Regions from separate parts of the Sus scrofa genome. Here region 2 is linked to region 1. Evidence: chromatin contacts called from public promoter capture Hi-C data. All regions are on one chromosome and are shown on one strand. Each heading gives the region's core, a stretch centred on a gene start, on an enhancer-like site or on the middle of the called end of the contact. The rest is flanking DNA. Distances are from core to core; before and after follow the strand shown.

Region 1 (2,798 bases), core at 108-2,607:
CCACATTCTTAAAATGATTCCTCTCGATGTGAATTTGTATGTTCTTTACTATCTTTTCAAATATTTTCAGTTTACACTGGGTACTTCTGGACAAAAATCTTGTACTGTCCTCATGGTACACTGCTTGAACAAAGAAACAAACGGCCCTATGAGCAAAGGAAATCAACCAAATGGAGGAACTAGAAATTGTGTCATAAACAAAGTACTCAATTTCAATAATATCTAACTCATTTCATCATTTATTATTACATCATTTTATTGCAAAGAATGGAACTAAGAATGTTTTATAGCACCTGTTACTTACCTAGGTCTAAAAAGCAAACAAGATTTTTAATTGAGGAGCGGCTTCAACTAGCATTTAGATGATAATAAAACTCAACAGGAAGAAAAATCAGGACCCAAATGCTAAACTGTCCGTCTTGTGACTTCTTTGCTCTTTAATAATAAGCAAACCTCTGGGATCCGCTTACTTTTTGGTGGGGGCCATGAATTACAGGGATCCTTGAACCTCCCAGTTATTTACAAACATTTACGTATAAGTGCACTTTTCTGAGGAAAGCGTGCAAGCATTCTCATGTTCTCACGAGGGCACTGACTTCCAAAAAATTTAGAGCCACTTAAAAAAAAATTTATTACAGTTGATTTACAATATTCTGTCAATTTCTGCTGTACAGCAAAGTGACCTACAGCCGCCTTTCTAAGGGCTATAGACACCTCCAAATTGAGGTCTTTCAACAACTTCTCTGCTGTCGCAGAAAAACATCACCGTTTTTTCTTATACGAGGTGATACCGGAAAAGGGCACTAAGACACTAAGGGACAGAAGGTTGAACCAGTAGGGGGAGGAGCCCCGCCCTTAGAGACACGTAAACCCGCGACCATCGAGGTTAAGTTCAGGGATTTCGGGCGGCGTCTTCCTAAAAGCCCTGAAATGACCCCTGATTTTGCCGGTTTCCGGGCTTCCTGGGGGCGTTAATAAGGGAGGAGACGGAAGAAACAATCACACTTGGCGGGGTCCGTCTCTCCTCACTCTCAGCACCTCCTAAGTAGCTGGAGAAGCTCCGGAGGCCGAGCGGCGGGGAAAAAAGCCATCCTGACCCAGAGACAGATGCACAGACCCCGCCAGCGATTTACCTTCATGGGGTCAGCGAGGTAGAGTTTCTCGGCCGCGCGGCTGAACTCCTCCCAAGTCTGGTACTGCGGCATCGTGGGTCCGCGGGGGCACAGTTGACACGCACCGCTGAAGACCCGAGGCGCGGCTATACTCCGTGGCCCACCTACCTCCCTGCCTCCCGCAGCCACTCACCGAGGCAGGGGCCCAACCGCTCAAAGATGGTGGCCCCTCCTCGCACCAACGCCTCGCTCCATTGGGCGGTCCGGACTGCCCTCGCCCAATGGGAAGGAGGGATATTGCCCAGGAGGAGGCGGAGCCCCGAGCATACGGCTCTGAGAGCTGGCCCCGAGGAGTTGAGAGCAGAGCGATGACGGAGGCCACCACAGCGCCCTCTATAGGACTGGAGGAGCAGTGGGAGGGTCTGTCCCGCAGTCTTTTGGGCTGACCAGCTCTTCTAAAGCCCAGGTTCCTTCTGCAAAGATTGAGCGGCTCAGTGAAAAGCGCTGGAGCTGCAAAAACGAAGATGATAGGGTGCAGCTGTCACACCTACAGCTTAGTAAAAGGGAAATGAGACATAAGCACAAGAATGCAGCCAAAGACTTTATATGATAGACATTTGTTTCGGGACATCGGAACACAAAGGAAGGATGATCACGTGTGGGTGGAGGGATCGCTAATGATGTTGGTGCAGGCTGAATCTTGATAAACATGGTGGATGTTCTATAACAGGTAGTCCAGGCCGGCCAAGACATCTAGGCCCGTTTGAGGTTTGTAGAGTATTTAATGTGAGGAGTGTTTGCGGGGTGGGGGAAGGGAAGAATCAATGGAAGGAATCATGTCGTCACTTAAGCCAGGAGAAGAAATTTGAACTCTGTTCTCTAAGTAATGGAGTGATCAGAAGGGTGTTTTTCCTTAATCAAGTTTATTGAAGTATATTTTATGTAATAAAACATACTAATTTTAAGCATATAGGCTGATGCATTTTTGAAAAATATATTTATATATTCCCATTGGGTATATGCCTATATGTCATAATCAAGATACAGAACATCTCTTCATCTCCAGAAAGCTCCCTTATGCTTCTTTATATTCAATCCCACCACCCTCACAGCTGCCCCCACTCACTGATCTGCTTTCTGCTACCATAGATTAGTTTTCCTGTCCATGGAAGGGCTTTAAGCAGATTTGCATTTTATCCGGCTCTGGCTGCACACAAAGACTGAGGTGAAGTGGTGCAAGCCTGGAGGCAAGGAGACCTCCTAAGATGCTCATGCAATAATATAGGCAAAAAGAGGAGGAGTTCCCAGTGTGGCTCAGTGGAAATCTGACTAACATCCATTAGGACACAGCTTCAATTCCTGGCCTTGTTCAGTGGGTTAAGGATCTGGCATTGCCATGAGCTGTGGTGTAGGCCAGCAGCTACAGGAACCTCCATATGCCATGGGTGTGTCCCTAAAAAGAAATAATAATAATAATAATACAGACTTAAGAGCTGTGGATCTGAATTAAGGCACTAGTTTAGGAATGGAGAAGAGGATGCCATTTTGAGATTTATGTCATGAATGATGTGGGGTACACAGGTGAGGAAAGAGTAGAATGCCTCTCAGGCCAGGGAAGGTGGGGAGGCCATTGACTGATACAGGGGAAAAGGAAGAACAGGTTTGGGGAGATTGGGGAGGACAATG
Region 2 (3,057 bases), core at 391-2,890, 130 kb before region 1:
CTGGTAGCTGTAGCTCCAATTCAATCCCTAGCCTGGGAACTTCCATATGACAGGGGTACGGCCCTAAAAAACAAAAATAAATAAATAAATAGAATGAATTAAACTAATGTTGATATATGGGAGAGTGGTTAAATTAGTACAGTACATCCCTATAATGTAACAAAATACATTATTACATTATAATACTGTCATATAATAAAACACTAAAATCTTGTTTTATTTTTTATTTTTTGGCCAAGCCCGAGGCATGAAGAGGTTCCTGGGCCAGGGATCAAACCTGAGCCACCAGCTGTAACCATGACAACACCAGATCCTTAATCTGCTGAGCCTGGAGGGACCTATACTAAAATCTTGCTTTAAATAACTTTTCAGTGACACTGGAAAATATTTGTGTATCTAGTGAAGAATTTTCAAAACCATAGGTATATCATTCATTTCCAACGATGGAAAAGTATGTATGCATAGAAAATAATATGTAAGGAAATAACATCGAAAATATCTGCAAGAAATTATCCTTAGGAAGTATGACCGTGGGTGATTTTGAATTTCTTTTTATATTTTCCAAATTTTTCTCCATATGCATGTATTAACTTCTGTAATCAGAGAAAGTTATAAAAAATTTAATTTTGCTTAATTCTAAATATTTAGTACTCTTTTTTTTGGTCTTTTGAGGGCCGCACCTGTGGCACATGGAGGTTCCCAGGCTAGGGGTTGAATCAGAGCTGTAGCTGCCAGCCTACACCACAGCCACAGCAACACCAGATCCTTAACCCACTGAGCGACGCCAGAGATTGAACCCACAAAGTCATGGTTACTAGTCGGGTTCGTTAACCACTGAGCCACGAGGGGGAACTCCAGTACTCACTTTTAAGGGTGCAGAAACTCAAGAACTAGGGACTTGTCCAGGAATGTGATCAACTAGAGAAAAATTGCAGAAAATAGCCCACTGCTGGGGGTATGGGTGTGGATTACAGGGAAAGAACTGTAGAAAAACTGATAGGCTCTGACCTACTAATGGCCTCTCTGGCTCTTCTGACTCTGTAAGACGCCACCTCCTTCCTCTCTTTTTTTGTCACCTGATCCCTTAATACTTATATTTACTACTGATGAAAAGTAAACATCACATTTGTGGAACTTTTGAAAGTAGCGGAGATTGAGGGGTACTTTAGTCAGGTCCTAAGGAGCGCATCATTTTCTGCGCAGAAGAACTGATCCTATCTGCAGTCTAGTTAAAACCAATAGCTTGAACCACGCAAATTCAAGTGAAAAACCGCGGCGGCCCCCAGGCCAGCTCCAAGCCAGATAATCCCCCGGCGCACAGAGGAGCCTGGCTTGGAGCCCTCAGGTCTCCACGCTCCACATTCATCCCCTCAAATCAGCAACCTGGAGAATTCCTCTTGCGCATTGGGGGCAGCTGACGGCCAGCACCAGGTATAACTAGACAGACCTCCGCCTGGCTTCAGCCTCGAGCCAGGGGCGGGTCCCGAAAGCCCTGGGGTGGGGGCCAGGCCCAGGCCAGCTGAGATCTCGGCTTCGCGCGCAGGGTCCTAGGTTCCGCCTGACATTCCCGTGAGCAGGAGGCGGGCATAAGGTTCCGTCCCGGCTTGCGGATTGGCCGCTCCGGCGGGGCGTGGCCACGTGGGGCCCTGCGGCGCGGTCCCAGAATGAGGGAGTGAGGAGTCGGCTGGGGGACTCGTCCCGGAAGTTGCCGCCTACCCCCAGAATCCGGCTCCGGGGCGCGTCGCCCGCTCAGTTCTCCGCTTTTCGCCTTTCCTCGCTGCGCGGACTCCCCAGGCTGCTCGGCAGACGCGGAGCGAACCATGAGCGTGGGCTTCATCGGCGCCGGCCAGCTGGCCTGCGCCCTGGCGCGGGGCTTCACGGCTGCAGGTGAGCGTGTGGAGGCGGCCGCGCGGGCGGTTCGTAGCTTAGGCGGTGAACGTGAATGATTGAAGAAAGGGGAATTTGCATCTGCTGGGGAAGAAGAGACTCCTCTTAAGCCTGCAAAAGCGATTGAGAGGAGGAGAACGCCAGCAACCGTCTCCACAACGGAGTGTTGTAGGTTTTGATTCTGCTTTCCCAGGGAACGCATGGGAACGGGATAGACCGGGACCCTCAGTTAAAAAGCCTTACCTTCTGCAGGCATCCTGTCGGCTCACAAGATAATAGCCAGCTCCCCGGAAATGGACCTGCCCACGGTGGCCGCGCTCAGGGTAGGTGGGGCAGAAGGATGTTGGAAAGAGGGTGGAGGCCCAGGGCAAGGATGGCCTCATGAGCTGAGACTCTGTGCTGGTCCACGGCCGCGCACTGAGCTTCCCTCTGGGAGCATGACAAATTTCCGTCTTCCTTGGGGCAGTTCAGGGTGGTGGGAGCCGCAGACACAGACTTGGGTTCAAATTCAGACACTGGGGTTGTGAGAAGGTTAATTCAGGTTTTAATGTGTGGAAAGTACCTGACACCTAGTAGGTACCCAATAAAATACTCACTTTCCTTCATCAAGTGGCCTTAAGCTACTTGGCTACTCTGGGCCTCAGTTTCCTCATTTATAAATGGAGACCACAGCAGCCACTTGCTGAGCTATTCTGAGGCATAAGTGAGCCTGTTGGGAAAGAACCTGGCAAATTAGTCGTTCCTTTCTCTAAAAAAAGAACATCCTGGAATTCCCATTGTGGCTCAGCCGTTTACTGTGTTGGCATAGTATCCATGAGGATGTGGATTTGATCCCTGGCCTCGCTCAGTGGGTTAAGGGTCTGGTGTTGCTGTGAGCTGTGGTGTAGGTTGCAGATGCAGCTTGGATCCCTTGTGGCTGTGGCGTAGGCCAGCAGCTGCAGCTCCGATTCTACCTCCAGCCTGGGAGCCTCCATATGCTGCACCTGTGACCTTAAAAAGAAGAAGAAGAAAAAAAGAGCATCCCAAGTCTTCACCCCAAATCTGGGCGGTGTGGGAGAGAATGTGTAATGGGGGACAGGCAGTGTCTGTGCCTGGGGTGGCCAACTTTACTAGCACTGGAGGGCCCTGATACTGAGTTTGGAGTTTTAAAGGGATGGGCATCAGGCAGCC

What was found. Promoter capture Hi-C pulls out the DNA fragments that hold promoters and counts their contacts.
Region 2: a contact with region 1 is called in a promoter capture Hi-C map of fetal liver, with 2.4 times the contacts expected there. The contact joins the promoter of PYCR2 here to the promoter of SRP9 in region 1. A contact is called at or near these places in 2 of 5 promoter capture datasets (fetal liver and liver), 3 of 47 Hi-C or Micro-C datasets (embryonic fibroblasts, epiblast stem cells and fetal skeletal muscle) and 1 of 2 datasets of contacts at active chromatin or transcription factors (skeletal muscle).

What each region holds. Positions count from the first base shown.
Region 1 is chr10:13,710,097-13,712,894 of Sscrofa11.1, reverse strand. It overlaps SRP9 (signal recognition particle 9 kDa protein), which reads right to left and starts at 1,357. Exons shown (of 3, transcript XM_003130540.6): 1 at 1,134-1,357. The coding sequence starts at 1,205.
Region 2 is chr10:13,844,483-13,847,539 of Sscrofa11.1, reverse strand. It overlaps PYCR2 (pyrroline-5-carboxylate reductase 2), which reads left to right and starts at 1,640. Exons shown (of 7, transcript XM_021064411.1): 1 at 1,640-1,887; 2 at 2,081-2,210. The coding sequence starts at 2,181.